Linked DNA regions of Mus musculus: region 1 is linked to region 2. Evidence: chromatin contacts called from public promoter capture Hi-C data. All regions are on one chromosome and are shown on one strand. Each heading gives the region's core, a stretch centred on a gene start, on an enhancer-like site or on the middle of the called end of the contact. The rest is flanking DNA. Distances are from core to core; before and after follow the strand shown.

Evidence for each region. Promoter capture Hi-C pulls out the DNA fragments that hold promoters and counts their contacts.
Region 1: a promoter capture Hi-C map of pre-B cells shows a contact between it and region 2, with 3 times the contacts expected there. The contact joins the promoter of Ext2 here to the promoter of 4631405J19Rik in region 2. A contact is called at or near these places in 1 of 39 promoter capture datasets (pre-B cells) and 1 of 115 datasets of contacts at active chromatin or transcription factors (astrocytes).

Annotation. Positions count from the first base shown.
Region 1 is chr2:93,821,279-93,824,929 of GRCm38.p6, forward strand. It overlaps Ext2 (exostosin glycosyltransferase 2), which reads right to left and starts at 1,290. Exons shown (of 14, transcript NM_010163.3): 1 at 1,109-1,290.
Region 2 is chr2:93,028,006-93,031,748 of GRCm38.p6, forward strand. 4631405J19Rik (RIKEN cDNA 4631405J19 gene) reads left to right here and starts at 1,343. Exons shown (of 6, transcript NR_110333.1): 1 at 1,343-1,642; 2 at 2,133-2,169; 3 at 2,393-2,554; 4 at 2,871-2,950; 5 at 3,461-3,676. The region is part of intron 1 of Prdm11 (PR domain containing 11); the gene reads right to left.

The DNA.
Region 1 (3,651 bases), core at 40-2,539, 790 kb after region 2:
CCTAACACTGGCCTGAAACACCTTTCTTCCAAGCTCCGGGCTATAGCCAATCCACTCAGCCCAGCATTCCAAGTCACAATTTCCTGTTGTCTTAGCCTTTTTAGAGCTGTCCTGCCCGCTGAACAGCCTGCCACCGCTACACAGGAATGCTTCTGAAAGCAAAGAAGGCAAACAGACACAAACTTACGGTGCACAGCCATGACAGGATTAGAATTAGAGTTCCAGTGTGGCTCATTACCTCCAAAAAGGGTTTCCAATATAAAGACACTGTTTGACTGACCGTGGCAGTTACATCACGGTGAATACGTTAAGTACCCAAGTGAACACTTACCCTACACATGTGCATTTAGTATGTGCTACTTCATCCTCCTGACAGCACTGTGTGACAAACTTCTGAACCTCCCTGTGGTGGAGAAAGGTCAAGAGCAAGGCTAAGAACTTCCAGGGTTCCACAACAGAACTCCAAGGCTGGGCTTCAGCGCCCAGCAGCCTGGATCCTCAGATGACTACACAGGCTCTATAGAGCAACTAGGAGGTTTAAGTCAGGGAAAGTGACTGTAATAAAAACTCAACCGTGTTTATTATTCCCGTGAATCGCCTTGAGTTCCAGAGTACACACAAAGTTCAATTACACTACTTAGAACTAATGGCTGACTTTTAAAAATTGAAATGGACCTGCCCTAGACTCAAGACAACATCCACACTCCCTAAGTGATAGGGCGCTTCCAGATTGGCACCTGATAAGTGACACCAAACCATTATTTGACTCTCAAAACTGGACACTGTTCCCAGCATCCGGAGCGCATCTCCCAACGCTCGGAGCCAGTGGTTCCTTCCTGAGCCACCCTCTCCACCGCGTCCCACCCAGAACATGCACTGGACGACACCGGTCCTGGACAGCCAAGGTGTAAGGCCTTCCTGGGAGGACTCGGGTCCCACAACGCCCGATTACAACAGGAAGCAGAGGTTCTGGACAGGAGGTCAGGCCTGGGGACCGGGGCACAGGTACAGCAGGGGCCGCGGTGCAGCGCTGCGGCGCTCCTGCAGCCCCGGGGCTCCCAGAGGCCCAGCCCCGAGGCCCACCCGGCCGCCCGCGCGCCGCGCTCACCTCGGAACCGGCCGCTTCCCGCTCGGCCCCGCGCTCCGTCACCGGCTCTTGCCGCGGGCCGCGAGCCACGGCTGTGTCGGATCGCGCGGTGACGGGAGCCCGCCGCCAGCACCAGGTACCCTGGAGCCAGCGGGGAAGCCTGCGCCGGCCTCCAGTTCCCCACGGCTGACACGGCGCGCACTGCGCATGCGAAGCGGTAGCGCCGCGCCCCCTGCTGGACAGGAGGAGTCAGCGCACGTGAGCATTCCCGTTCGGGGCAAAGGCAGAGTGACAGCCAGGCGCACCAAGCTCTGGGATAAAACTGTGGAAAAGGCAAGCATTTGGGTCAGGCGTGGTGGCTTATATCCATAATCTCAGCACAGCAGAAGGATCACTCACTAGTTCCAGGCTAGCTTAGCCATAAAGAGACAATCTACAACTCTGCAAAGCATAGTTAGGCCCCCAGGGCAATTTGGCAGTATCCATCAAGGTGTAAAAAAAAAAAAAAAACTCCCTAGCCCTGCAATTCCAACCAACCTTCTTTGTAGTTTACCCTGCAGAAAGTCTCACCACTTATTGAAACATTCACCAGCCGGGCGAGGTGGCGCACGCCTTTAATCCCAGCACTCGGGAGGCAGAGGCAGGTGGATTTCTGAGTTCGAGGCCAGCCTGGTCTACAAAGTGAGTTCCAGGACATCTCCTGGCTATACAGAGAAACCCTGTCTCGAAAAACCAAAAAAAAAAAAAAAAAAAAAAGAAGAAGAAAGAAAAGAAAGAAAGAAACATTCACCGCACTATTTCTAATACTAGCAAGAAAGTAAACTGTAGGATTATGGAACAACGGAGAAGGAGTCGTCATACCAGTCAGCAAGGTAATATCTCCAAGACAGGCTAATGAGAAGCCACAGTCCCTTAAGAAGGGACAAGCACGATCACTTTTAGTTAAAATGTGCTTGTGCAAAATCAGAAGAGAGAAAATGTGTGAGCAGATGCTTGTGTCCAGGTGTAAGTATAATATTTTTCTGGGAAAAAAATCCAGCCGGGCAATGGTGGCGCACGCCTTTTATCCCAGCACTTGGGAGGCAGAGGTAGGCGGATTTCTGAGTTCGATGCCAGCCTGGTCTACAGAATGAGTTCCAGGACAGCCAGGGCGACACATAAAAACCCTGTCTCGAAAAACAAAACAAAACAAACAAACAAACAAAAATCCAAGACGCAGTTATAAAATTTTGGAAGTAACTGGAGCGGCATGCATAGTGGCATCTGTCACAAGGCAGCAAAAAGCTGAGTGACAGTTACTGAAAGGCTAATGAGGCAACCCAGCTTGCCATTGCTGGCTGTAGTTCTTCATCTGTCCACGAGATGCGAATGCATTTTGGTCCCGATTGTACTTTAGCGCCACCTCGTGGATATTGTTACTTACAGCTTAAATACCCACAGAGATTACTGTCTGGAGACCTAGGAAGACTTTCCTCACCAACAAAGATTCCAGTATTGGGGGGTTACTATCTCTTTGTCTTAGACCTAGAGAGATTGGAATGAGAAAAATCTAGGGACAGAAGGTTCTGTCCAAATTCCTCTTCCCACATCTAACAGAATGTGTCTCTATCCCTCAAACACACACACACACACACACACACACACACACACACTACTAAACTCACTATATACACCCATTTGAGAACTGGATGGGTGACGTCAATGTTGGCCAATGGTACCACAGCCAAATTCCTGGAATTCCACAGGACAGTGGCTTGTATCATTTTAAAAAGAAAACTTAAGGTTTATTATTATTATTATTATTATTATTGTTATTCTATCACGTATTGGTCTCTCTGTGTGAGAGAATTGCATGAAAGTGCATGCCAGAAGATGGCATTGGGTCTCCTGGAACTACAGGGAGTTGTAAACTGTCTGATGGTGCTAGGAATCAAACTCTGGTCCTCGAAAAGAGCAGCAAGTTCTCTAAACCACTGAATCATAACTCCAACCCAAGGTTTTACTTCTTAAAAGCAGGTCAGCTGTAGCTGTCTGCACTGGGAGATTTTGTCTTGTTTCTTATCTGTTTCCTTTGTATTTGTGTGTCTTTTTCAACATGTTTTTAATGCTTTGTACGTGTTAGCATTAAGTGAACGTTTACTGGGTTACAAAATTGTGTTATGCATGGCCTTTGGGAGCCCTTGCCTGCCTTGTTCACATTTTATAGCCTTAAGCTTGCATGGTGCCTGGAATATGGCACGTGTTCAGTGTTTGTTAAGTGACTAAAGGGGGCAAGATCACGAATGCGCTAACTAGGAATAAGACAAGTGTGCAAGTGAGGCTACATAAAGCAGAGAGTGAGAAGCTGAGAAGAGTGTAGATACAACGCTTCAGCCTCAAGAGGAAAGAGGCCACGTGCAACTGAAAATATCTAAGTGTTATTAGACGCGTTCTCACGACCGGCCAGGAAGAACACCACAGACCAGAATCTTCTGCGGCAAAGCTTTATTTCTTACATCTTCAGGAGCAAGCGTGTAAGAAGCAAGAGAGCAAGAAGCAAGAGAGAGAGAAAACGAAACCCCGTC
Region 2 (3,743 bases), core at 93-2,592:
CAGCGTGGGGAGCTACTGAAGCTTACAGATGAAGGAGACCAAGGGGGATGATGTCGGCTAATAAACCTGCGTATGTATGGTGACACGGGCACTACCACTCGTAATGTCTGCTTGTCACACCTGTGGGACAGACTGCGGTTGTGGGACTGCACTGGTGGAGCTGACAAGCTCAGAAGGAAGAGGCTCTGCAGAGCAGTGACACTGCCAGGAAGGTGACCTTCCTCACGGGCCTCCAGGAAGGAGGTGGGAGGGGGGACGCTCTAATGTGACAATGCCCTGGCAGAGTGGGGTGTCTTCTAAACCCAGTGGAGGGCACCCATTCCCTCCCTTGTGGCCTGTCCTCCTGCAGTTCTGCATGCCAGCACTGTCCTACCTGCTGGGAATCCAGAGAACAGGGTTCCTGTCCTCATGGGTCAGCAGCTATGCCTATGGGAATGCCTTACTGACCCTTATTTTTTCTGGCACCGACTGTCTGGTGTCTTGGGGACACTTAGGTGTGTGATTGTGAAGACCAACCAGTCAGAGCCTGGATCAGCAGTCCTCAGTGATTAGTGCACCTTCCTTCCTATTGCCTCAGGGTGGACAGGTAGGAGACCCAGCCAATGGATGAAGGGGTGGAGTGTCCCAGGAGACCACTGCGAAGAGAAAAGGATGCAGAACAGCTGTGCCTGCTGCCAGGCTTGTGCCTCACCCCCACCCACAACCCCACCCCAGTGGCTGCCTGTGAGGAGAGCCAGTACAGAAGAAAGCAGAGAAGGCTGGACGGTGTCCTGAAGACACTGTACGAGCCCCTGGAGCCAATGCTGCCTGAAGCTCTCAGGATCCTCTTGGACCTCGAGCTCAGCCACATGCATTCCATTTTTGCGTGACGGCTGAGTTTCTGGCAGGTGGTGATTCCATAAAGTCCACGACCTTGCAAACAGTTTTCCTTCGCTTTTCAGATGGAAGTTCAGAGAGGTTAAGTGGCTTGACCAAAGCTGCACAGCAGCCATATGCAATCTTACCAGCACAAAGCCTACCCTCCTGCTACTATTCTCAGGTGGCACCCCTGTAGGACAGGTGATGAACTGCAACTAAGAGAGGAAGGGATTCTGTCCAGGACAGGTCTTCCTGAGAGGATCCCACAAGAAAATCACTGTCGAACCTGCTCCACCCTGAGGCAACAGGAAGGAAGGAAGTATATGTAGGTGGCACACTGGCAGCTGTTGCTATCTCAACTTTTCTTTCTGCCGGTTTTAAAGAAACAGAAGAACCCTCAGGAAAGCCTGGGGTGTCTGCTCTCTACAGTCAGACAGGCTGGTCACATTGCGCAGGTGGCTCCACACAGTGGCGGTGTGCTGGACGCAAGTGGGAGCCCTGCTCAGATGAGCCAGCCTCCCCAGCTCTGAAGGCAGGCAGCCAGGCAGCCAGCCTCTGAGTTTCCTGTGGTGGCCTCCGAGCTGGTGACCTGTATGGCAGACTGAGGACCTGGGATGCATCCAGCTGCCAGCTCGACTTCCTCTGGACTGCTCCCTACCCTGAGCCCCGCAGACTCGGAGCTCAAGTGGATGACATCTTGTGCTCCCAGAGGTACAGGAGGCCGGAAATGAGAGCACAGGCAGCCAGGTCCCTGCAAGGAGCAGCTCAAGTAGAATCGGGGAAGGCAAGTGGCAGAGGGACACGCCCTGCTGTGATCAGAACTAGAGAAGCCTCCCATTGTCCCTTTATAAAATGAGACAAGTCGGGCTGTGCTGCTGTGAGCCTGGGACCTCTTCCACTTAGGCGCTGAGCCCCACTCTCCCTGTCTGAACAATGAGGCGACTGGGCTTCATTTCCTTCATTACCTGCTTGCTCTGGCTTTCTGTGACTACAATGTAGGGGTGGGATGGGGTGGGGGGGGCGCATCCAAAAACTCACAGCACTGGACCAGCAAGTGACAAACACCTTCCCATCAACCTCCTTACTCTACCACAGAAGCCAACATAAGCTATGGTAAACAAACAAACAAACAAACAAACAAACAAAACCCTGATGGATTCCAGCCCTGGGATCCACTGCACCATTTATACCAAATCATGACAGCCCAGGGGAACCCCACACGGACACAGCATGCTAGCACCCAACTAGCAGAGTCCTTTCCATTTCTCTCACAGGTCCCCGAATGGGAAATGAATCATGAAAACCACGAAGGTAAAATTAGTCTGCCCTGCCAAGGAGTAATTTATGCTGTGACCAGCCCCTGGAGAGAGGACTGTACATGGGCTTGGGTTGGCCTCTGGGGTTGGCAGAGGGCAGCCTGGCCATCTGGAGCCCCTGTCTCCGGGCTCTTCTATTTCTGGCCTCTGCTTCCTGGGCTGTTGGCACGGGCTCTAGAGCTTTCCTAAGTCCCTCCTTGTTCCCTCCCTGGCAGCAGACCTCCAGCAAGCAGACATGCCTGGGTTCCAGTGAGCTGCCCATTCTGCTGCCCTCCGAGTTCACAGGTGAGGGAGAGTCAGCTCCGAGAGGATACTTGGGCAACTACAGGGATGCGACGAAGCAGGATCTGAACCCAGACCCCTTGATCTCCAGCCCTCAGGTGAGTGTGACAAGGGGACACTGGCAGCCCTCATACCTACTATGTGTTTTCCAGTCTCAGACCCAACAGCAAGCCCTCCATGTTCTATCCACTGGCAAGGTGGGGGGAGATCCCTTACTGACCCAGGGAGTGGGGCTTACAAAAGGCCACAGAGCAAGTGTGAATACCATTGTAGAGATCCTGCTATTGGGCTATTTGTGCAGAGTAAACGTGGCTGAGGGAATGAAGGATTCCCTGCATACAGGGGCCTATGTGGCTGTGTCACTCATAGAACTAACCAGACCCAGTAGAGACCCTGGGTATAGCTCTCATCTAGGCAGCTGTTTCTATTTGTGGGACCCATGAGGAACACAGGAGCCACTGAAGGAGGGGTTCATCTGAAGGCGAGTGAGTCAGGTAAGTTACCAGACCTTCCTGAGCTGTGTTAGAGATAGGCTCAGTGGAGGCTTGGGGCGGGGAGGGGATTGCGGGGGGTGGGGGGGGAGCGAGCACTGTAGGCTGAAAGAGTTCAATGGCAACACAAGTGTCCTGTATGAAGGTGGGCACACTATCTGCCCTCTGTCCCTCTGGTCCCAGAGCACCAGTAACACCCACAGCCGCCCTTGCAGAGAGAATGTACTTCCACTCCAGGGGCTGGCAGCTGAGCGTGTGTATGGCCAGCTGGGAGAAGCAGCACCTCCCCGCTAGGATGTAGCTCCAATCAGCTCTGCTGCAGGTCTCCCAGAGTGAGCACAGCTGCTGTGGCCGGGGCCCTGGGTACAGAGCTTTCAAACTGCACTGCTGGGCCTCTTCCCATCAAAACTGGCGTGCAAAGAGTCCACGTAACTCCCGCAAGACCCCCCCAGTCACCACTGCCTCCCAGAAAAGCCCTTATTCCACAGTCTGATGGCTCCCTTGCTCATACAGCCTGTGCTAGAAGACTGGGATGGGGCTAGCCAAGTTCACCTGTAACTCCAGCACTTGGGAGGCGGAGGCAAGAGAAGCCCTGTGAATCTGCGGCCAGTCTGGGCTACGTGGTGAGGCTTTCCCAGCTACACATGGGAACTAACAACAGCGGCCATCATGGGTTATTCTGAGGAGTAGTTGGCTCATCACAAGGCACTGAACATCATCTAGCCATAGGTAAGCGCTCAGTACACAAGCGATGTGTGAAACCCGTGTACAAATCCCTCTGACACTATGCTTACAA